Regions from separate parts of the Mus musculus genome. Here regions 2, 3 and 4 are each linked to region 1. Evidence: chromatin contacts called from public Hi-C, HiChIP or PLAC-seq and Micro-C data. All regions are on one chromosome and are shown on one strand. The core of a region is the stretch at or near the end of the contact, and the rest is flanking DNA. Distances in the headings are between cores, read along the strand shown.

Evidence for each region. A called contact is a pair of places that touch in the nucleus more often than the background predicts. HiChIP or PLAC-seq counts read pairs in DNA pulled down with a chosen protein or histone mark.
Region 2: a contact with region 1 is called in a Micro-C map of embryonic stem cells, with 9 times the contacts expected there. The contact joins the promoter of Camk1d here to the promoter of Sephs1 in region 1. A contact is called at or near these places in 4 of 484 Hi-C or Micro-C datasets (CD4 T cells and embryonic stem cells), 4 of 115 datasets of contacts at active chromatin or transcription factors (astrocytes, large pre-B cells, memory CD8 T cells and 1 more) and 2 of 9 other capture datasets (adipose tissue and liver).
Region 3: a contact with region 1 is called in a Hi-C map of bone marrow-derived macrophages, with 15 read pairs. The contact joins the promoter of Frmd4a here to the promoter of Sephs1 in region 1. A contact is called at or near these places in 1 of 484 Hi-C or Micro-C datasets (bone marrow-derived macrophages), 3 of 115 datasets of contacts at active chromatin or transcription factors (astrocytes, embryonic forebrain and forebrain) and 2 of 9 other capture datasets (adipose tissue and macrophages).
Region 4: a contact with region 1 is called in a FOXA1 HiChIP or PLAC-seq map of pancreatic cancer cells. The contact joins the enhancer-like site here to the promoter of Sephs1 in region 1. A contact is called at or near these places in 2 of 39 promoter capture datasets (the 3T3-L1 cell line and hippocampal neurons) and 2 of 115 datasets of contacts at active chromatin or transcription factors (embryonic hindbrain and pancreatic cancer cells).

The regions. Positions count from the first base shown.
Region 1 is chr2:4,879,374-4,885,503 of GRCm38.p6, forward strand. It overlaps Sephs1 (selenophosphate synthetase 1), which reads left to right and starts at 2,191. Exons shown (of 9, transcript NM_175400.6): 1 at 2,191-2,487; 2 at 4,959-5,232. The coding sequence starts at 5,040.
Region 2 is chr2:5,711,148-5,717,277 of GRCm38.p6, forward strand. Camk1d (calcium/calmodulin-dependent protein kinase ID) reads right to left here and starts at 3,615. Exons shown (of 11, transcript NM_177343.4): 1 at 2,999-3,615. The coding sequence starts at 3,090.
Region 3 is chr2:4,150,663-4,156,792 of GRCm38.p6, forward strand. Frmd4a (FERM domain containing 4A) reads left to right here and starts at 2,201. Exons shown (of 23, transcript NM_172475.3): 1 at 2,201-2,448. The coding sequence starts at 2,416.
Region 4 is chr2:4,283,608-4,289,737 of GRCm38.p6, forward strand. The region is part of intron 1 of Frmd4a (FERM domain containing 4A); the gene reads left to right. Among named protein-coding and RNA genes, the nearest start is that of Gm39752, 39 kb to the left of the region's middle. Within about 2 kb of position 3,199, at least 40 of the 459 cell types and tissues checked have an H3K27ac peak or open chromatin away from gene starts, as enhancers often do. A contact at or near this core is called in pancreatic cancer cells, where this site is marked.

The DNA.
Region 1 (6,130 bases), core at 941-3,440:
CAGTGGTAGAACTTTTGGCTAGCGTGTGAGGCCCTGGGTTCCACACAGAACTTGAGAGAGGCAGAGGCTTGCTTCAGTGCTGCTGGAGACCTCCGGCGGTGTATGGGGGAGGAGAGGGTAGACCTGGAGGTGCCTGTTACCTTATAGGGAGGGAAGAAAGCCTTGCTCACATTTCCATGGATACAGTGCTCTGTCCAAGATCTCCCTCTGGGTTAATCCTACCTCTCTCCGGGGCTTAGGGTACCATGCGGATGACACACAGATTTGCATCTCAAAATTCCAAACTGCTTTCCCAGTTACCTGGAGTACTCAGCAGGCACAGAACTTAGCATCTTGAAGGTTGAAGTTATTGCAAAACTTGTTAGCTTCCCAGCAGTTCCAGTATCAGAAGTGTCAATCACTGGTCATTCAGTCCCCAAAATTAAAACTGGGGGACCTGGCCGGGCAGTGGTGGTGCACGCCTTTAATCCCAGCACTCGGGAGGCAGAGGCAGGCGGATTTCTGAGTTCGAGGCCTGCCTGGTCTACAGAGTGAGTTCCAGGACAGCCAGGGCTACACAGAGAAACCCTGTCTCTAAAAACCAAACAACAACAACAACAACAACAACAAAAAAAAAAAAAAAAAAAAAAAAACCCTGGGGGATCTGATACTTACCCCTCTCTTCAGTGCACATTAAATCACACCAAACCCTTCCCTTCTGCTGCTCCCCAATGCTTCCAGTTCAAGTACACATGCAGGCTTAGTACAGCTTCATTAAAACAATAACCCCTAACCCAGGGTATTATTCCTCCATCACCACTGAGAAAGAGCATCCTTCAACATTAACAAAGAGCTAAGTCTCCTTGGAGGGACACACAAATCTAGACATGGGGTCCTGCTGTGTCATCCACTTTTTTTTTTTCTCATTGTGAAATCTTTTGAAAAAAAAAATCACTTTTTTTTTTAACTAAGTGAGGAACAAAAAAAAGTTACATTGTTTAAAATGCAAAATCAAATTTAAAAGGCAGAACCGGACAAATGTAACTGTATAACCCTTTCCCTCTGGCTTTGGAGTCCTGGTGTGGTATCTGGTGAGGCTGTGTTTGTGTCTTCTGACCATTCAGAAGAAACTCCACGTTCATCAACGATAAATCGATGTCCGAAGTCTGATGCTAAGGAGCCCAGGTGCTACTGTATTCTCCCAAATGTATTGTGGAGAAAAGACACAAAGGCAGGAGATGCCTGTGTCCATCTCGCCACACTTTGCACCCTAGATCCCACTCCTAAGAAACAGGCAAATGGCAATTTCAGGAATGAAAAGGACATCTGCGGGGTGTACGAACCTAAAGACAGCCAAAAGATACAACAGTTCTGCTTCTAAATAATCGGGAAAATGCGAACCTATTCCTAACCAAGTTTGCTCTGCTCAGCTTTCCAGAGAAGTCCTTCGAAGGGACACGCTCTGCACCAGCAATGCAGTACGAAGTCGGAAATCTGAAGTTACTTCAAGTGAAACCGCATTACCAATGTCAATTCAAGCACACAGGATTAGTCTGCCATGTTTACTTGGACATGAGAAGAACAAATGGTATAACCCGGACAACATAAACTCTCCCTCCCCAAAATGCAGATCAAAGATTCAAGAAACTTCACAGAGCATTTGCATATTTCACTGGGACTCCAAAGAAATGCGGAGCTACGCTCAAACAATAGAATGAAGAAAAGATGGGAGTCACTGAGAATGGAGCGCGGGGTTAAGTTGGGTTTTCAAATGTCTCACTGGGGGCGACCTTGGCTCCTACACTCTGCACATTGTTCCCATGGGCACAGTCTCACTGCAGCAGAGATTCGGGAGCAGGTATTGCATCCCGTGGGTGATGCGGGGATCGCACCCAGCCAGGTTGTGCAAAAAACAAAAACACTCTGTTCCCTTCTCGCGGGACAGAGATGCGAAAGTAGGTGGCCCCCATCACTCAAGGTTGCTGCCAGTGCTGCTCGCAACTTTTGAAATCAATCTACCCCCCCCCCTTTTTTTTCCTTTCTTTTTTCTTTTGCATCATGCAACGGATGCCACCGTTCCTGGGGTTTGCAACCCCCCACCCCCTCCCCCGAGACCAATCATTGCCGCGCTCGGGCCTCTGCACAGCGCCCCCGCCCCCTTCCCGGGCCGCACGCAGCCACCACCGCCGCTGCCACCGCCACCAGCAACCCGGAGGCGCTCCGGCCACCGGCCCGCCGCCTTAAAGGGAGGTGGCCGCTCTTAAAGGGACCCTCACGCGCCCGGCCGGCGGGAGCGCGGCGGCCCGGTTCCCGGAGGGCCGCGCCCAGCCTAGGCCGAGCTCCACGCGGCGTCCGAGCGCCCGGCGGTGCCGCCGCCACCGGGAGCAGCATTTTTTTTTTTTTTTTTTTTAAATTCAGGCGACGCTTAAGGGAGCCCAGCGCGCCCGGTGCATTGTGGGAGCGCCGCGGCCCGTTTTCGGGAGGAGGCGGAGGGCGCAAAGCGAGCCGGTAAGCGGCGGGCCTGGCGAGGGGGGGCGAGGCAGCAGGCTTAAAGGGGAATAGCGGGCCGCAGGCCCGGCGCGGCCGTTGCAAATCCCCCTCCGGGCCGCCCGGGACCGCCGGGGAGCCGTGCACCGGGGCCCTTCGCGCGCCCTGCCTGGAGAGGGGGCCGAGCCCAGGCTTTGGTGGGGCCGCTTTAAAAAAGAAGCGCCGCCCGCGCCGCTGCCTCCTCCGCCGTCGCCGCCGCGGCACGCGGGGCCGGGGTTGGGAGGGAGGAGCGGAGGGGGAGGGCGGCGGCGGCCACGCAGGGGTTAATCTTTTCGCCCGCCGACATTTTTGTGTGGCGGCGCGGACGGCGAGCCCGCGCGCGCGCGCGCTCTGCCTTAGCCGCCCAGTGTCCTGGCGCCGAGCCGCGGGCCTCCCCGCCCCCACTCGGCCCTCGGGTCCCTCCGGTCCCCGCCGGCGACGGTCTCCGCGGCAGCGGCGACGCGGGGCCTGCGGTGCAGCATGGCCCTGCCGGTGGCCTGCCCGCGGCAGCCGCGCGGCGCGGTACAAAGAACGCGGCCCGCGCCCGCCGTGCCTTTAAAGGCGGCAGCCTGAGACTTAAGGTGTCCCCTGAGTGGCATCCTCCGCGCCCGGCCCCATGGAGGGCGCGGGGTCCCGGCGCGCACGCCGCGGCGCCCGGGCCTGTGAGCACGCGCGGGGCCTGGGGGCTGGCGGGGAGGTAGGTGTGCTGCCCCACCGCACCCCGCTGCCCGAGCCCGCCTCCCGCGGGAGCGAAGGGGTTAAACGCGGGCTTTAAATATTCATGTCATTGTTTTAAAGGTGTAAACATGTGGCTTCCAGGTCGGACGCACTCCCTCTACCCAAAGCACACCCCAAATTCCATCCTTTTCAAATAGCTGGAGTTTCCTTTGAGGCCAAACCGTGTGACTTAGGTCTCCTTGCACTTGGGAGTTTTTTAACTGCTGAGTTTTCTTGATGTAAGGCGTTTTTAAACTTTCCTAACCAGAAAGTGTAGGGAAAATAAGGTAAAAGAAAGGTGCTCTTCGGAGTCTCTCTCCTGCCTTTTGGTTGAGGCCGTGAGGATTGGAGGTAGGAAAATAGATTCTTTATAAAGGGAAGTCTTCCCGTTTTGTACCAGGTAGAGGTGAGGCAGGCATTTTTTGCAAAATGAATGTGATTTTCCAAACCTTTCTTCGAAGGTGAATTTTAATTCGCACTCTTTCCAAACTGTTAAATGGCTTCAGAATGCCCATTTCGGAAACTTGCTTGGCTCACACTGCTCTGTAGAGAAGTTTGGTTTCTATGAACGATGAGCGAAATCCGTGTCGGTAGTTTCCCGCTGAAATCATTGCTCATGTCATGTTTGTGATGATGGTTTGGATTGCCGAATTTGGGCTTTGTGAAATTTAGTTTAAATGAGTGATGTACTTCCTGGGGGATGGAAAACTATATAAATGGGAATTATGTTTTCAATCATAAATTTTATGGGAGAAACCGACCCTAAAACTTAGGGTGTCTGTAATCCTATGCCCAATAAAGCATCAGTCAGAAAGTGTGTAAACCCCGGGAGCACTTAACTGGGTTTTGAATTAGATGCAACCGGAAGAGCTGGTGCGGAAATGCAGTGCGTGGTACCCAGTGCCAGACGACTAGTGATCTCATGAGATACTGTTTCTTTTTGTAATGAACTAGCGAGTTTTGTCAATGGTGTGTGTACTGGTTTGTTAGGCAGGATGTTTGCTTTCTAGGAATGTTAAAAAACATCAGCGAACTTTGCAAGCACTCTCTTGAACGGCATTGTGTTTTACAGCCATGGGAAGCCTTGGGGGGTTTTGTTGGTTTTTAAGTAGTGTCTCCTTCAGTGACTTCTCCCATTAGTTTGGTACTGTTGGTTCAGAGGGAGACTTGTTTTTTAAATTAGGATTTAGTATCTGGAAGAATTTCACAGGGAATGGTGGTACACACCTTTAATTCCAGCACTCAGGAAGCAAAGGCAGGCACATCACTTTGAGGCCAGTCTCAATTTAAAAAAAAAAAAATGCATGAGATGCGTTTGTGTCCTCCTTTCTACAGTTTCTGGTGACTGTTTTATTTTTCTCTGTGAGAGAGCAAAAGACAGTCAGAGGTTTTTCCAGGAAAGTCGCTGTAGCTAGGATCTCTGCTCTCTAAAGCATAGAACTTTTAAGCTAATACATAGTGAATACCGACCAGTTCTCTTAGCCTGCACCCTAGAACTACTAACTTCAGAGTTTACTGCCCAAGTGGCAGGTGTCACGTGAGTGAGCTTCCCCTTGGAGCCACAGTCATACATTCCCATCCTCCGTGATTCCCCTGATGTCATTATCCATTACTCCAGTTTACCCAGCACCCTAACTAACAAACTATTTCCCGGTGTGTGTCTCTGGTGTGTACTCATTCACTTGATTCTTGAGTCTTTTAACAATGCCTTCTTTTTATGTTTTGGTGGTACCTAGGTGGATCACAAGTAGAAAGCCCAGTGGATCTAGAGAGAGGGAGGGGAGGGGCTGAGCTGTGGAGAGTGCGGCCCCAGAACCATGTCTACTCGAGAGTCCTTTAACCCGGAGACTTATGAATTGGACAAGAGCTTCCGGCTAACCAGGTTTACTGAACTGAAAGGCACAGGCTGCAAAGTGCCCCAAGATGTCCTACAGAAACTGCTGGAATCTTTACAAGAGAACCACTTCCAAGAAGATGAGCAGTTTCTGGGAGCTGTTATGCCACGACTTGGTATGTACACCATCTTTTAACACCCAGAAATGTAGTCAACAGTCAACAACCAGATGCCTCCTCTGTGTTGCTTCAATTCTTGAAGCTCTGTCAGAGGACCTCAGGATCCAGGGTGACTGTTTTTTTGGTTTTCTCTTTTGTTTGTTTGTTTTTTTCCCCAATTTTTAAAATTTTATTAGATATTTGCTTTATTTACATTTCAAATGCTATCCCAAAAATCCCCTATAATCTCCCCCCGGCCTGCTCCCCTACCCACCCACTCCCACTTCTTGGCCCTGGTGTTCCCCTGTACTGGGGCATGTAAAGTTTGCTAGACCAAGGGGCCTCTCTTCCCAATGATGGCCGACTAGGCCATCTTCTGCTACACATGCAGCTAGAGACACGAGCTCCAGGGGTACTGGTTAGTTCATATTGTTGTTCCACTTATAGAGTTGCAGACCCCATCAGCTCCTTGGGTGCTTTCTCTAGCTTCTCCATTGGGGGCCCTGTGTTCCATCTTATAGATGACTGTGAACATCCACTTCTGTATTTGTCAGGCACTGGCATAGCCTCACACGAGACAGCTATATATATCAGTGTCCCTTCAGCAAAATCTTGCTGGCATATGCAATAGTGTCTGGGTTTGGTGGCTGATAATGGGATGGATCCCCGGGTGGGACTCTGGATGGTCCATCCTTTCGTCTTAGCTCCAAACCAGTGTGACTGTTAATGCCACTTAAAGAAAGAATTTAAAAAGCATCAGGGCATGTGGTTGGCAGGTTTGATTTTTAGTTTGTTTGTTTTTGTTTTGTTTTTTGGTTTTTCGAGACAGGGTTTCTCTGTGTAGCCCTGGCTATCCTGGAACTCACTCTGTAGACCAGGCTGGCCTCGAACTCAGAAATCCTCCTGCCTCTGCCTC
Region 2 (6,130 bases), core at 2,365-4,864, 830 kb after region 1:
ACTAGACTTCATTACAAACCAGGGGAAAGTCCAGGTTTACAGCCCACCCAGAAGAACAGAAAGTGCATCTCATCTCATCTACAGTGAGGTTCAGACTGGAATCGCTAGACTTGGCCCAGGGTGAGCCAGACATTCTCAACTTGGGACCACTTCTAGCAAGGCCAGGGAAATAGTGCACTGTTAATAAGCCAAGAAATCTTTGCACATTTAGACAACAGGTTGTTCCTAATTGTGGCTTATGTGTACCCTTATTAAAATTGGCTTTCCATATGCTAAAATGCTTTTTAAATTATCTGTAGTCCTGACATATAACTCAGGCCTCACATGGTAGGCTAGGCAAGCACTTGGCTCCTCTCACGTTAAATGATCAGTTTTAGACTACACAGTGGCTCGGTGGCACTGAGGCTCAGGACGGCTGCTCATTCTGGAACTGGAAAGATGTCTGGGTCAGTCTACCACACGAGCATGAGGAACTGAATTTGTATTCCCATCACCCACATAAAAGCCAGCCACTGCGGCACTCATCTGTAATCCCAGCACAGCTGGATCCCTGAAGCTCCTCAGCCAGCCACTCTGGCCAAACAGACCAGCCCCAGGTTCAGTGTGAGACCCCAGTTCAGAAAGTAAGGCAGGGAGTGAAGGAGGGAGACAGGCAATGGTGACCTCTGACCTCTCACACATGTGCACACTCACACCTCCTCTGCCTAGCTCTATTATCTCCATCACGTGGTAGTTAGCTTGTTAGCTCATAGCCTCTCAGTTGCCCCATTCCTCATCTGAAAACTATGGGTAAGACTAATGTCATAAATTTAGGGTGTCAGTTAGATGGATTAATACACACAAGGACCATAGAACAAATGCCTAGTGCTTTGTATACCTTTAAGAATGCCACTATAGGCTAAGTTGTGGTGGCACACTTCTTTAGTCCCAACACTTGGGAGGCAGAGGCAGGTAGATCTCTTGTGAGTTCAAAACCAGTCTGGTCTACAAAGCTCGTTCCAGAACAGAGCAGCCAAAGCTACACAGAGAAACCCTATTGTGTCATTCAACTCTTTTTATCTTGATCATTTTATTTCTAGTACCATCCTAGGTACCCTGCCAGCATCACACCAGGGGGTTTCTGAACTCTTTTCAGACAAATGGTACCCTAGAAGACAGCTCAAGTCCACGAAGTTGTTCTGCCTGCGCTCAAGTCAACACGGAGGCAAAACTCCATCCTTTCCAGGAGTCAAACCAAGCAGCGTGTTACCCAGCACAGTCTGTTCAAAGCCGGCTCCTTGAGCTCAGCAGCCTGGCCACTGCAGAAGTGCAGGTACAGTGCTGGGGCTTTGCCAATGAGGAGAGTCTATACAGAGAGATTGTAGCCACCTGCCTTAAGGCTGCAGGCAAAGGGGCCCTTCAGGCCGGCAAAAGACACGTAAGGGGTTCACACCTTAGGGTGTTCCTCAATCTGCCATCCCCTCACCTGCAGCCATATGCCAAGTCCCTGCCTGACTGATAAACACTTCTGTTTTCCTGTTAACTTGTGCGGCTCAGATGCACAACCTCAAACCTCAATGACAAATTTTAAAAGTTTGGACCAGAAGTAATCTCTTAGCCAGGAACCCCACCCCCACCCCCACCCCCTGTACTAAAAAGCTAAGAGCCCTCTTGTTTTATTTCCACAAAACAGCAAGTACGTGCACAGAGATGCCTTCCCTGGTGCCCAGCAGGCACAGCAGGGTGACCCTACTGAGAGCTTCAGCACACTGCACAGGTCTGTCCCAGGGATCTGGGAGCACAGCTGACAAGGCCACCCTCCGACTTGTCTCTGGGGGACACACTGCAGATGGGGTACAGGAGGGGTGGAGGGAAATAATTACCAATATTTAGCTGTGGGACTCTGCACTTCGAGCAGGCTTGAAAACTGAGGTCCTGGAAAAGCAAACCAAGCCCAGAAATAAGAAGGCCGAGAGGGCAGGAGGAGAGATAAGCGCCCAGAAACACAGATACACCCGGGAATCACCACCTCCTTTTCTCCGAGTCATCAGCACCCTCCTAAACCCCAGCAAAAGGTTCATTTTACGGAGCACGTGTGAGACTGTATCTTCATGTACAGATACCGATCAAAACCAGAAACCGATCAAGTGGTGGAAGAAAATAACTTGAACTTCAGACTCTTTCCGCGGCGCTGAATTCTTTCACAGCCCCTGTACCTATCTGAGGCGCTTCAAAACAAAACAAAGCCAACTCATGCGCAGGAAGGGAACTGCAGCTGTACTGAGTGGCACATGTTCAGAGCTCTGATGACACACACTTTTGATTATTTCTGCTTTCTGGAGATGTAACCATCAAGCATGAGCCCCGGAGAGAACCGCCCCTAAAGACTCACTGATCCTCCTCCCACCCGGACATGAACCCCAGCGCCGGGCATCTGACCCTATGGTGAGATGTACACACAGATGAAGCTCTGACCACATGTCACTCTGAATACTGCGAAATTCTTCCCTCCCATCATCCTGAGGCCAGCCAAAGTCTTGTCTACACCTAGTACGTGCATATGTCAATTCCATAGGAATATATGATGTAAGGGTAGGACCAAAAGCTGAATTTCCTCGTGACCACTTTCGTCGGCCCAGTGCGCCCATACACACGATGAGTAAGTGCACACAGCCAGCGATCAGCGAGATCCACCATGCTCAGCCCACAGTCACGCGTGGGGAGAAAATCAGTGGAGGGCGGTGGTGGCAAGGGAAAAGGAAAGTCGCCCGCCCGCGTGGGCTGTTCTCTGCGCGCCCTGCGCTCCCCTCCCCCGCCCAGGAGAGGTGTCAACCGTGGGCGCAGACCCACGCGGTGGACTCGCGGAGGGTCTCCATAAGAGCGGACTATGGGACAATGAGGACGCATCGACCAGCCAGTTTCTGCCGCGGTGGCGGTGGCGACGGTAGCAGCAGGAGCAGCCGACGCTGCTGCCGCCACCGATGCTACTTCCACCCGCTGGTCCCCAGCACCCACTTACGTTCCGAGGGTCTCCTTGAACTCGAAGATCTTCTTAATGTCTTCTGCTTGCTTTTTCCAGGAGGAGCTGCTCTCGCCGTTCTCCCGGGCCATGGCAGACTAATGCTGTAGGGCGGCCGAGGGTTGCGCTGGGGAAGGGGCGCCGGAGGCGCGGCGCGGGCTCCGGGGGATGCCCGGCGCCGGGATGCGGAGCGGGAGGATGCGGAGCGCAGGGAGGCTCGGGCTGCCGCAGAGCTTCCTCTTCGGCAGTTTCCTCTTTCGCCTTGGCTGCTGCCGCCGCGGTCCCTCCCTGGCTCTAATTTCTACTGCTCTCCGGCAAAGACTTCCTGCCTCTGCCGCCGCCTGCCAGCCTCACTTTCTGCTACTTTCTTGCCTGGCTCCTGCTCCCTCCCCGCCGCCCGCCCCACTCCCCCAGCCCGCCTCCTCCCGCGGGCTCCCCGCCCTCCCAGTGCACCCGGCAGCCTCCCCGCCTCCCGCGAGGCGGCCTTCGGGGATGTCCCGCTCCCCCTCCCCTCCCCAGGAGCTCCGTGCTTGGGCGCCGGGATGCAGCACTTGACCACGGAGCCACGCACGCTCCCAGGCCGTCCGCGCACCCTGGGTCCCCGGGCGAGGGCGGGTGGGAGAACCCAGCAGGTGCAGGGCGCCGGAACGCGCGGGGGAGCCCTAGCCTTTAGGGAGCTTTATTATGAAGTCAATGCTGGGGGCGCCCGGGCTTTCCCTCTTCGAGCAGGAGGGGGCGCCTCTGCTTGGCGCTCGGAAGCTCTCGGCAAGGTGGGGTTGCGCGGCTCACGGTTGCGGGGCGCCCAGGGCGGGGCGCCTTCGCATACCCAAGAGCCGGTGACCCAAGCCTGCTGTGCAGGAGGGCGGGTGGGGGCTTGTTGTCAAGGCAATGGGCGGCGGCCTGGATGGAGCCATCGGCAGGCGGGCGTTGACTCCTGGCCGCAGCTTTGCCCCAGCAGGCGCTCCCGGAGCTCGGCAGTCACCTCCGGACTCCGCTGCTGGAGCTAATTCGCATTGCACCAAAATCTGCTTCACGTCAGTTTTGGAGCAGCTAAAGGAAACCTCGGGATGTATCGGACAGGCACGCCCAAGACGAGCCAATCACCGCCTGGTGGTCCCTTCCGGAGTAAAACTCCAGGGGTTATTTGGCGGCCAAGTGATGGGTGGATGCGGGACATGGTGGCTGGCCTGGCCCAGAACTGGAGTGACTGGACTGACTAGTGTTTGAACCCTTCTGATTTCCTCTTTCTCACTTTACTCCTGATGCTCTGAGGCCGTGGCCAAATTACACCGATTCAATGGAAAGACGCCTCTCTCTAGCGCCTTCCCCCATCAGCATACCCCGCAAGTGGCTTACTTAGAAGGTTAAGGTAGAAGCAGAGATACATTTTCCTCAGGCCTCTGGTCTCCAGAGTGAACTTTGACCTGCCCACTCTCACCTGGTATTCACCTGTTAGAGGACAGTAGGCAGCGTTTCCAGTTGGTCCTTTGGTTCAACTGGCAGGGACTACTACCTCATGATAGGAAATGTTAAGTTTTCTTTGTAGCAAGACTTCCTCTCCCTTAGAGCTGTTCGGCTGAATTGAGTAAACAGCCCTGTCTCTTAACTGGGGACACCTGTCCCATTTTCCCAGGACTGTTCCAATTTGAGAGGGGGGAGGAGGAGGAGGTGTGAATCTGCTTTCAGAAAAAGAAATCCCCCCCCCCCAACACCTCCCCATTGGTTCAGACTGGCCAGAGGCTCTGCCTTGGAGCCCTTTGTGGACTCCCAAGGAGGTTAGAAGAAAAATCTACCTATCCCTAGATTCTCAGTGCTGTTTTCCACGTTTCTTTGGCCCTTAGTCCTAAGCTCTTGAAGCTGAGAACAGCAGAGAAGAGGGTTATAACCATTGGTTGTTTAGGAGTGTGACAACCGAGTCATATGATCATCATGTTAAGTGTATTTACACAGACCTGGATGCTGCACACACCCAGCCTGTGGGATACACACGCTCACGGGCTTGGAGGTTGGGGAGAAACAGCCTATTGCTCCTAGAGCCATAATGAACAAAACATGAAATTAAATCAAGCACAAGACAAAATGATGCAATCGAGAGGCACGGTAAATACAAGATACAAGAGGGTACTGCCGGCATAATATAGCAAACTGACTTACAGTCAAGTTTTCTTTCACAAGCAGAAGAAACATAATCTAAAAAAAAAAAAAAAAGTCCAACCCACTAAATAGATAATTCAGTAAGAGTCATTTACTATCAAGCATTGTCTACCTAAGGAATGATATCTACAGTATTTCTAGGCAAAGCACACCATCGTAGGTCTGTTTACATCACCAATACCACAGACCCATGAGTAATGGGTCACACTGATGTTATGACTGGCTAAGAGGTCACTGGGCCATAGGAATTTTGCAGCTCCATTATAATCTTATGGGATTAACGTCAGAATGTCATTATGCCCACATGACTGTGCTTGCTTTTACAAACCCAGAAGAAATCGTACAAACAATATCTGAGGGGTGGGGGTGGGGGTGGGGGAGAACTAAGGAACCTCTCTCCAAGATGGAGACATGCCCAAAGTCCAAAGCATACAGCACCCCTCCAGTAAGAGCTGTATACACTGTATCTTATTGCATAAAGCATGGGTCAACAGAACCCAGCGACACTGTCCTGTGCCCCTTCTGTATCGTTTCCTTTCTCCTTCTCCATCTCCCTCTCTTTCCGTTTGATCAAAGACAGGCAATTCCAATCTCATAAGAAAAGCAGAGATAAGGACCTGGGAGATGGTTCAGTAGGTAAAGTGCTTGTCTTGCACATGTGAGGACCTAAGTTTGATCCCCCCGAATCCAGGTGGTTTGGAGTATATTTTTTGTTTCTGTTTTTAGCAATAATAATAATAAGATAATAATAATAAACCAGCTGCGGTGACAAACACTTGTAATCCCAAGGCTAGGAAGGTGGAGATGAGAGAATTCTGGAACACAGTGCCCACCCAAACAGCCAGCCTAGCCTACTTGGTGAGTTCTAGGCCAGTAAGAGATCATTAAAAATACTACTAATAAAAAGTGAAGTGGATGGTCGATGAGAGTGGCAACTGAGGTTGTCCTTTCTCCTACATACACACACACACAGCCATG
Region 3 (6,130 bases), core at 951-3,450, 730 kb before region 1:
AAGACAGGAAGGTCTGCCAGACAGGAAGGGAGGTAGGGGGTGAGCACCGGGCTCTTCCTTGAATAATGGAGATCGAGCTTCTCCCATGACACCCCCAAAGTAAGGCCCGTGGACACGTAGAGGATAGGTATGGAGAGGAGAGCGGAGTAGAATGAGGGATGGAGATGAGGGAACAGAATTCTTTGGAGACAAGCCACTTTAAGTCTCCTGAGAGAGAGCTGACAGTGAATGTCCGGGAAGGAGAAATGTCTCACAGGCAGCAGCCCTTGAAGTCAAGAGGAGGTCACACGAGCACATCGCATACATAATCACTGTGCCAGTGTCATGGGCACAGAGTGAGGTCACGGGGACGGGGGACGGGGGGGGGGGGGTGTTGCATCCGCCACAAGGTTGTGGACCAGGCCTTAGGCTACACTGTTCCCACTGTGTCCTTAGGAACTTGAAGGGGTCTGACCCAGCAGACAGCAGGTGCATTGTAGCTATTTGATGAATGACTGAAAAAAAAATTGTAGGAGACTCCAAATACTTGGATACTGAATAAGACCAACTAAGATAGTTGTGAAGGGAATACGGTCTGGAAGCCACCCCAAGGTGACAGGAATCTTTTATATCAGGACATGGGCTTATTCTCCGTGTATCTGGATGATTTGCTGGTATGGTGAGAGTCTGGACAATGAGATGAGCACTTGGCTCAGGGAGAATGTAATTTCAGCCTGATACATAAAGTTGAATGGAGATGCATTGAGCATAGAGAACTCCAGTGCAGGCGGAGAGGTCAGTCAGGAGTCGAGAGAGTTCCTTAGCCCATGGTTTTGAGAACTAGTGGAGGAAAAGTGGATTAATACATGGTTGAGGGTGTAGTGAAGGAAGACTGAGTAAGAAGGTCCACCTGCAGCTTCATCTTGGAGCTGTGTTGGGAGTCGGGTATAAGAGAAGCAGGTAAAAAGAGGGACAGGTCCCATTCCAGGGACAAGAGACAGATGGCGGTAGGTGTAAATGCCATAGGTCAGCTCACGTCTGCTGTGTGCATCAAATGTATGTATGAATATGCCCTCAAGCTCTTGCAAAGACATGGGTGTTCTTAGGTATGGTGACACACTCATTCATGGAGGGGCAGGTTTTGAATTCTTACCACACAGATAACCCTTCAAGCTGAAGGAAGTACATCTGTTCAGGTTCATTCCATTCCAGTTCATTCCATTACACTCCTCTTTGGTATGTTTCTTCCATTGTCTGCTTTTTCCAAGTTGCTGGCAATACTAAATGAGATACCTAGTTTTGGCAGTATAATACACACACACATACATATGCACAAACATACACACAAACACCACATGCACACAAAATCCCCCATTATGCCATAGACACCCATTTATACATATATACACAGACAGGCATGTACACATAATCTCCATTATGCCATACATACTATATACACACTACACTACACACACCATCCACACACGCTACACTTACACACAAGTCCTCATAACACACATACGCAAGGAACCCCCATTACAAATCAAACATACTATACATACATACTACCCACATTATGCACATACACATACACACACACAACTCCTTATAGCACATACCCACACATACATAGCTCCCAAATAACACACACACACACACACACACTGTTTAATGCTCAGCCTCTCTGGAATAGAATCCATACATTTGATTTTGAAAGTTTTCTGGAGAAGGTGTGTCCAAACATCTGATCAAACATCAAAAATTCCAGTTCCCTGTCCAGATGTTGTGTCTACACTGGGTTTAACAAATGGTTATTTTGAAATATGTAAGTGACACGATTTTTTTTTCTGCTTTCTGCATATGGACCAGAAAACCATCTGAATAATGGTGTCAACTGATTCCATTCAGGATCCCCCTTTCTAATGAAAGACGAATAGATGGATGGATCTACTCTCTCACTCCTGAGAGAGCACGCTGCCTAGTGAAGCCGAGAGGCTGGGAGCGCCAGGCAGCAGCAGTTCTGTTTGCCTCTTCTGTTTTGGGTGAGCTGCCCTGTAGTTTGTTCAGACCACTTTTCTTGGCTCAAATACAATACCTAAGACAGAGATCATTTGTCAAGTGAGCACGGTACACTGAGAGCTGTAGGCAGATTATGGAAAGAGAGAGGGAGGAGAGAGAGGGAGGAGAGAGCACCGGAGAGAAGAAAGAGGGGGAAGAGGGCGAGGAGTGGAGCAGACTTCTCCCCGTACATCCTTTCTCGGGCACCTCAGGCACCAAGAATTCAAGTTAGACTGCTCGCGGTGCAGAGGCGCCACCCGCGAGAGGGGAGCCACTGGAGGCTCCAGGCATGGCTCTTTTCATGTGGGATGCTTAAGGACTGCAACACAGACAGAGTAACTTGCAGAGAAGAGAAACTGGCATGAGGATTCCGCCAAAATGGAAGGGCTCCTATCTCCGATGAGAACCAAGGTAAGGGGGACTAAACCCTGGTTTCTTTGCGCGCTCCTTGGTGGTTTAGGGAAGGCTCACTGAAAAGGAAGATTATACTAGCTTTTGTCTCGTTTCGGAACTAGGCTGGCGAATGCAACTGGACCTCTCAAAGAATAGCTTTGCCTCCAAGGCAGAGCTACTACAATCAGTGAAAAGGGGAAGGGGGCGGGGGGCCATCTGTCAGCGTGGACAATGGGAATCTTAGTAAATGAGTTTGCCTCTCGGTTGATTAGACAGCCATATTTTAGCAGGATTTCCAATCATTCTTGCTTTGGGACCGGAGCTGCCCTCCAGCTGTTGGTGTGCTTGCAGGAAGTACGGATTTCTCTGGCTGCGCTGATGTTTCGCAGGATGAGTCCCGCTTTTAAGGCAAAGAGCATGCCCAGCTTTCACTGGAACATCCTCTGGGCTCCTCCTCCGGTTCAGAGCGGAGGATGGGGAAGCCTCTCTATTGAAAGTAGGTTAATGCATTCTGGAGAGCGTTTTGTTCTCAGAAAACTCGCCGACCTGAACAAGAGATTTCAGGGCAGCGCTAATCAAACACACCTTGAACTTGTTCCGGAAGCCTATAGAAAAAAGCTCCAGGAGACTGATCCCAACCTCGTGGACATTTTTCTCCTTGGTTGGAGTTTGCTTTTTACTTGAAAAGGACTGCCTTGTACATGGACTTTCCCAAGGAAAGCTCAGATGAAGAAAGGGCTACTGAATTCATGCATAACTTTGAACAGAGGCTGAAAGTTTTAAATAACGCTAGCAATATTATTTTTCTTAATTGATTAATTTTAAAATTTAGGAGGCAAATAGCTCTTTAAACATATAACAGTGGTGAAATCAATAGGATCAGGCTTTTATTTAACTCGTTTCTTTGATGTTCAGCTAGGGTTAAAAAACAAATAGAGCCTTTTGTCAAGGAAGTGGTCTTGGTTGTTTTCTTGTTGTTTTGTTTTTGTTTGTTGTTGTTATTGTTGTCTGCCCCTTCTAGTTAAGGGGCATGACTGTGACACTTTGAGACAACATTGGAATGTTGGGACATGCATGAAAGCACCACAGCATGTGGGGGTGGACATTCTGCTGGGTTCACCCGTCCTTTGATAATCACCCTTCATTAGAAGGACAGCCCCAGTGACAGTTGCTACAAAGCTTCTGATTCCAGCCCCTTGGCTGGCTAGCTGAGAGATCTCCTTGGAGACCTGTGTGGTGGCCTGTTGTTCTCTCCTCCCCAGGTGATGTCAGGTTGCTTGCAGGCAGTGTCTTCCAAATGTTCTTCTCTGGAGGTAGCAGGCAGAGAGCATACAGTTTTCACAGCTGCAGAGAAAATGGCAAATGCAGTTGGCTTCTCTCTCTTTATTGACAAGCTGAGATCCGAATGCTTGGTGGAATGGCTGTGGAATCTGTTCATTTGGCCAGCTCCTGAAATCACTGCTGCAGACAAACTGTACTCTCCTAGCGGTTCTTGCTGAGGCTGACTATGTCTAGCAATCTGAGCATATAACCCCATACAAGTCCAACTCGCACGGACTTCAAGGGGAGTTCCCTATGGAAATGAGATATACCCAGACACTCCACAAATCAAGCAATGGGCCCATTAAAATGGCATGCTAAAGTATCCAGGAGAAATGGACATCTGTGGGTCAGATTGCGCATGTACTATGTTTACTGGCTGAGTTCTCATCATGGTTGGTTCTTTGACCATCACGTCATCTAGTACACATTGAGATTAGAGGCTCAGGTCCTTCCAAAGTTCAAACCTGATATTACTACACACCAAATGGACTCTGGTTCTGACCCTTCCGTTGCCAGGTTACAAGGGATTTGCCCCTGTGCTTGAATTGCTTCTGTGATTTCCTTTTTAATCTCTTTTATTTCTGACTCTGGAAATTGATATCTCCCTATTTGAAATTTCAGCGTACATTTGAATTTGGTAACCTACAATAAGTCCTGCCAGCTCAGGGAATGAGACCTGACTGCATAAGGATCAAGAACAAAATCCCACTCCTGAGCCTCATCTTCAGTCTCTGAATTGCTGAGTTGTGTGTTGTTGAAATGAGCCAGCGATTTTAATTTGCCAGAGTCTGACAATACTGGTGATCTCTTGCCTTTCTTAAACTTTGATCACACTATGCCCTATTAAGTCTACTCTGGAATGTTTTTTCATGTTGATGAGGATTTAGCTCGAAATGTCTGATTTCCTAGTATCATGGTTGGGCAGACAAAGGACACTTCCTTCAGCAAAATTTTGGTGTGTTATGGTTACTTAATAACTAACTGACAATTTAAAGCAAGTGTTGAGATAAACTGGACATCATGCAGTAATTTCATTGTGCCATGTAATAGACTTAACCAGTCTAAATCATAGGTGCTTAATGCATTTTCATCTTGGGATTTGCATAATTGGCACATAAATATGCATGAGGTTCACTGGAAGGGGCCAAATAGAATGGGCAAAATGGTCAGGCATGCTGAAATTAAGGCTATTTCCAGGAGGACACCTGAGCTTGCTCTGTCTCCTGGGTGGGTGGTCACACTTGACATACCTAGAAACAGACAGGGTGACAGCTGGCTTCCTCTAATAACAGTGTATTGTGAGCCACCCAGGTTTTAAACACAGCTCTGGCCTGTGGCTAGATACTTGGGCTCACTGTTCATGCTTCCTTTTGGATACTATAAACCAGTGGTTCTCGATCTTCCTAATGTTGCCACCCTTTAAAGTAGTCAACATGAAAGTTGCCACCCTTCATGTTGTGGGGACCCCAACCATAAAATTATTTTCATTGCTACTCCATAACTAATTTTGCTCCTCTTATGAATCATAATATAAACATCTGATATGCATGATATCTAGTATGTAACCCCTGTGAAGGGTCATTCAACCCCCCAAAGGGGTTGAGACCCACAGGTTGAGAGCCACTGCTATAAACCAAGCTAGGAAAGTCATTAGGCTGTTGGTTGTATTTTTGACTGTCCCCCTAGCAGGTGATGGCTGGGGCATGGGATACAGGAGCACAGCAAATGATGCTTGTAGAGGCAAGATGGAAAGAAAGAAGGGAAAGATGCTGATTGGATTTCGACTCTTAGGAGGGCAAATAGAAATAATGCTATTCTTTGTTGCCATTGTGTTGCTTGTAAATGTCTCTCTTCAATTCCATTCTTCACCTTCCAACCTCCTCTGTTCTCCTCAGTCTCCTGAGTATTGATTGCATCCAGTGAATGAGGCAAGGGCAGCAGCCTCCTGTTTTCAGTTTCTTGGGGTTCCTCTCTTCCTACTGTGAAATTTTCAGCAAGAACTGGGGGAAGGCAAGGAAATCCAGCCAAGCCTGGCTGTTATGAATGCAAGGAGACAACTGTAGAATGGGGGCAAGATGAAGAAGGAGGGGTGTCGGGAGAGGAGGAGAGAGGAGTTGGGGAAGACAGAAGAAGGGAAGGGGAGATAGGAAAGAACTGGTATGGAGAGGGGAGACAACAGGAAGTAAAGGTAGGGAACCTGAGAGGGGAGGTGCAGGAGGAAAGTGAAACCAGGAAGGGGGAGGAGAAAAGAGAGTAAACAGAAAAGAGAGGGTAGGAAAGAGGAGAGGGGTGGAGTGGGAGGAGGATGGAATAATTGGCCAGACTCCATTACAGCTGTGCTTTGTTAAATGTTTATGAAGTAAAGAAAACACAGGTC
Region 4 (6,130 bases), core at 1,949-4,448, 590 kb before region 1:
GTGATGTTATTTCTTTGGATATATTATTCCAGCCTTAAAATGAAGAGAAATTTTAGGCTGGGGAGATGGCTTGGTGGCTAACGTGCTTATGCACAAGTGTGAGGACCAGAGTTCAAATCCCCAGAACCCACATAAAAGTGTGGTAGGCACGGCAGTCTGCACGCAAGCCTGGTACTGCAGGAGCATGACAGGGAACTCTCAGAGCAAACTAGCTAGTCAGCCTAGCCAAAAACACCAAGCAGTGAGAGACCCTTCCTTAATAAATAAGGGGAAAAGCAATCAGGGGAGCCCCCAACATCAACACTGCACCTCCACATACATGTGTACACACACGCATTAGCAAAACTATGCACACATGCAAATCATACATCACATATGCATACCACACGTGGGTAATCCTAGCACACGCTTGAGGATGTTATCCTAAGTGAATAAGCCACTCACCAGAAGCCAAGGATGGTATGTCACTCATAGGGCATCTGTAGACAAATAAGATGCATAAAAAGCAGAATGTAGGACTTTACATGGGAGGGGCATTGAAAGAGGAGAAATGGAAAGACATAAAGAATTGGTGTTTAATGGTATGGCAGTTCCATTTGACAAAATCACCATTTCCAGGGCTGGACAATGGTGATACTCTGATATATAACTGGACAACATATAGCTGGGCACACACACACATATGATAAGAATGGATTTAGTGATGTGAAGAACATTCACAACTTAACGGAGTTGACATGAGGCTGGAGAGGTGGCTCAGGGAGGAAGCAAACTTGCTGAAAACGTATGAAGCCCTGACCTGAATTCAGCTCTCCAGGCTATGCTTGCCTGTAACCCCAGAAGGCTGGTGAGGGTAGGGATGGAACCAGAGACAAGAAGGTCCCTGAGGTTTGCCAATCACCAGCATAGCAGGCAAAAGCAAAATAGCCACCTTCAGATTTAGTTCTGTCTCAAGGGAATAACATGGGGAGTGAGCGATTGAAGAAGAAACACCCAACATCCCTCTCTAGCCTTACATACATACTTACACACACACACACACACACAAGCACACACACAAACACACTCTTACCACACACACCACTACAAAAAGAAGTCAAAGTAGCAATTTTGTGTCATGTGTATTTTACTACAATTTTTTAAAAAATGCTTGCATGAATAAAAGGGGTACATTTTAGAAACAGAAAAGAATTTCCAATTTTTATGAGTATTCTACCTGACAGATGCTGCAGGACTTGACCCAGAGATTAAATCTATTTCTGAGATGTTTATCTACCCTTGCATGGTGGGGGTGTAGAAGGAGCAGGGAAGATCGTATGGGATCTAATAATATTCGGGGGGAAAAATTTAGTTCCCTCCAACTTCATTTCCTTGTTTTCCACAAGACTGTGTGTTTCTCTGTCGTGGTGCACAGAACAAGGTCTGATGCGTCCTTCACAAAGAACCATTGATGGCGTGTCTGTGTGAATTGCCCTGGCTTTGGTCACAGCCAAGTTCTGCGGGACCCACTGCCCCTCGTTCGACAATACACTCCACTGTGTGTAGCCATTTATGAAAGGTCAGAAATGAACTGAGAAATGGCTGGAGTCAAAAACATGTGGCCCTATAAATATCAGAGTCAGACGGCTTCAGGCATTTCCCCAGTCTCGTTTCTGCTCCATTCAGCTGTCTCCGCAAGCCTCTGCTGAGGTGCCTGGCATTTTGTGGGCACCTTACTTTGTACAGTTCTGCAGAGGAAGCTACCTTCTTCACTTGCTGCCCTTCTTGCCCAGCCCAGTAGCATAGAACCATTAATAGAGTTGTTTTGATTTGTTTTTGTTTTTTAAGTTAGAATTTCTTCTCGGGAGCCCTGGCAGCCCGTTCTGCAATGCTCTGTCTTATTTTAAGATTTTCCACTTTGCATTAGTAGCGACTTTGCCTAGTTACCGACCTGACACCAAAGGTGTTCTGTGAGCTGAAGGGTTTGCAGATTTGGGCTCCGTGAGTCCTATTGGGACATTGACCATGACATTAGCTGCCAGACTGGATGACTTCGAGATGACACTGGAGCACCTGTTCATGGATGTGTTTGTAAGTAAAAGCTTTCCATTCCCACATGCAAGGATTGTCCCTGCAATCCCAAATAGGGATTGTGTCCCCATATGAACAGAAGCTTCTAGCTTGCAATTGTGCTGTTTCTACTCCAATATACAGAAGGGGAAGTTGGGGTGGGGTGGGGTGGGGTGGGGTGGGTATTGTTCCTAAATGTCCAGTGACACAGAACTGCCCACATGGATCAATGCCACACCACTGGCAGAGGTGTGGCATTTTGAATGAAGTCAGCTCTAGAGGTCTAAATGAATGGGCGGAACAGAGAAAACAACACTTCCCACTACCCCCGCAGAGATCAAACCACTTCTGTTTGCGTTCCCTGGAGGAATCAGATTTGTTTGTGAAGCAATCATTCCAGAGGGCTGGGGGTATGGGGTGGGCAGTGAGGAATTCACAGTGCTCAAAACACTGGTGATTCCATGTAGAGAAATGCAGATTACTAGGTAGTGCCACAAATCACACTGTCCACAGAAACTGGTTTCATATGGGTTCTCCAGGAATTTGTTTGATAAGATGAAGCTGTTTGGTTTGATTTATTTTCCTTTAAAGAAAAGGGCAACCGACAGGGAACACACACACACACACACACACACACACACACACACGCACCTCTTCCCACAATGATTTTCTGAATTTTAGCAAAAGCCATGTCAACAAAGTCACTCCCCCAGCCCAGCCACCGGGGCTCCTTACACTTTGGGCTCTCACTATGGGGCACAGGTCTGCTCTCTGTGGGTCACTGATGGTGAACAGGGACTGCAGAAGCAGAGGCTTGCAGGTGGCAATGCAGCTGGAAGGTGTTGGCCTGTGCTCTTTCCAAGAACAACAGTTGTTCTGCCAGGGGAGACGGCCGCAGCGCTTGCTGTGAGGGCACACCGTCTGTGTTTAAAATGAGGAAAGGCCCCAGAGGGCTGGCCTTTCTTGGCTATACATCACTGGGGCCCTTTCAGGGACTTCACAATGAATGGTGTATTTTGGCAGACAGGAGAGTCTGGAGCATTACTTATTATTAATTTATAATTTGTCTTCAAATGGATACCATTCCATGCTGGCGGGATTCCCAGAGGGCCGGTCTCTTGAAGGAGAGTGTGGGGAGCTGAGTCACTTGCGTCCATTCTGATCATAGTCATGGCACTGAGAAGTAAGCTTGAAGATAGAGTATGTGGTGGACCGTGGAGAGGGTCCTCCTGCATGTCTAGTCCTCGGTTGTCAGGTCACGGAATGTATAGTATGAAACTAGCATTGATCTGACTCGCTACCACGGCCTGAAGTCTGGCAGCAGTGGGGCAGGACTGAGACAGGGGGTGGACTCTGGCATAGCAAAGGATCAGTGGGAGTTTGATTGTCTCAGAGGGGAAAAATAGAATAAAAAAATGTCTTAAAATACTCCAAGTTCATTAATTTGTTGCTTTGACCTCTCTAATTTCCCTTCTACTCCCTCTAAACTCCCATAGTCTTGTTTCCATGTCTGGCAATGCTCTCCCTCTTCAAGAGGATGCTCTCAAATGCCCCATCCTTTTAAATAAATATCTCTCAGTTGATTATTCTAACCATTTTTCCGATCCCAATTGGACAGTTTGTTCGCCCATGCTCTTGAGGAGAATGTTGACTGCCCTGCTCTGTCTCTTTCCCCTGGCACAGTGTCTCTCTGAACCTGAAAACAGGCTGCCAGTCAGCACGCACCAAGGCTTCTGTAAGATGAGAGAGTCGGTCACATCACTTGTTTCATAATCCCTTGTTACCACGTGGGGCTTCGCTAGCTGCAGCTGTGCAGCTGCCTTCAGTTCCCAGCACCCGCATCACACCACCTTTACCTCCAGCTCCATAGGACCTGATGTCCTCTCCTGGCCTCCAAGGGTAACTGAACTCATATATACCCCCTGCCAAACAAATGCATACATCTAAAATTTTTATTAATGATAAATATTTTAAAAGAATAGCAAGTATAGAATTTCTTGTTATATGTGAACTGCTTCTGCTGTCAGTCCATCTTCCTCTTGTTTCAGAAGATGAGAAGACTTGTTGCTTATCTCTCATCTCTAGTAGGCATAGCTCAGTGGCTCTGCCTTCCACGGACATTCCAAGACCTCTCCATAGACCAACTGAAGAAAAAGGACAACAGGAAACCAAGCAGATGTCATGAAACATTCTTTGTTGCATTAAATAGCTTGATTATCTACACTTGAATCTATCCTTTCAAAAGGAGGCAGATGCCTCCAGCTCTCGACTCTTCTGTCTAGCTTCTGTTGCCAGCATTCCATATGCACATTCTTATGACCATCCAGAACTTTCTCATTATTAACCTGTTATGCTGAGTTCTTTCTTAAATATTATTTATTTATTTTTATATAAGTACTCTGTAGCTGTCATCAGACACACCAGAAGAGGGCATCAGATCACATTACAGATGGTTGTGGGCCACCAGTAGTTGCTGAGAATTGAACTCAGGACCACTGGAAGAGCAGTCAGTGCTCTTAACCACTGAGCCATCTCTCCAGCCCCCTTATGCTGAGTTCTTATCTGGCTCAAGCTTCCTCTAACATTGCTCCTTCTGTTTGCAACTTTATTTTGATTCTTATCAACATTTGTGCATGGCAATTTCATGAACATAAAAGTCGAATACTAGAAGGTTTATGAAGAAATCTTCCAGGTTCCAATCCCTTCCTTCCAACCTCTGAGTCCCTCTGAAATCATGTTCTTCCAAATGTTATATCTGGTGGTTTTCTTAATAATATGTTATCTTAGACACTTTTATATTGCTGTGAAGAGACACAATGAACAAAGAAACATTTAGCTACGGTTTTTGCCCATAGTTACAGAGGTTAGTCCATTGTTACTGTGACAGAGAGCATAGCAGTACATGATGCTGGAGAAATACTTACATCCCAATCTGCAGGCAGACAAAGAGAAAGAGAGAGCTTGGACCTGGCATGGGCTTTTGAAACTTCAGATCCCATCCCCAGTGAAATACTTCTTCCTTCATTAAGGTTATACCTACTCCAGCAAGGCCACACCCCTAATCCTTCTAATCCTTTTAAACAGTTCCACTTCCTGGTAACTAATCATTCAAATATATGAGCCTTTTGGGGGACAGGAATTACTACTCAAACCACCACATGTATTTACATAGTAATTTCTTAAATACCTAATTTTGAAATTGTATGCTGCCACCCTGACAGATAAGGATTTAACTTTTGGTGTATGTGTATGTTCCTGTGTACAGAGGTACATACATATGTGTGAATGCACATCCATATGTGAGCACACACATTTGGAAGCTAGCAGACAGGTGTTAGTCTCTCACTGGTCTAAAGCTCATGAAGGTCAGGGTTTAATCTTAGTCAGGGTTTCTATTCCTGCACAAACATCATGACCTAGAAGCAAGCTGGGGAGGAAAGGGTTTATTCAGATTACACTTCCATATTGCTGTTCATCACCAAGGAAGTCAGGACTGGAACTCAAGCAGGTCAGGAAGCAGGAGCTGACGCAGAGGCCATGGAGGGATGTTACTTAATGGCTTGCTTCCCTGGCCTGCTTACTTGCTTACTTATAGAACCCAGGACTACCAGCCCAAGGATGGCACCACCCACAATGGGCTCTCCCACCCTTGATCACTAATTGAGAAAATGCCTTACAGCTGGATCTCATGGAGGCATTTCCTCAAGGGAGGCTCCTTTCTCTATGATAACTCCAGCTTGTGTCAAGTTGGCACACAAAACCAGCAAGTACAACCATTGAATTTCAAGGATGAACCTGTATACACCTCTCCAGTTCTTTTGAAAACAAAATGTAAGTTGGGTTGGTTCCTGGGATCGAACTCAGGTCTTCATCCTGTCAGGATAAATATTTTACTTGTTGGGCCATCTTCTCAGTCTGCAGGTCTCTTATACCCCCACCCCCAACTCACACACACATTGCTCCTTTCCCCACTTGTATTCTTGATGGACTGATGTTGCAGTTTAATGTAACACCTAGTTTTATTGTGCTAACAAAATATTGTTTATATCTGAGAGATAGAATAAATTATAACTACATATCC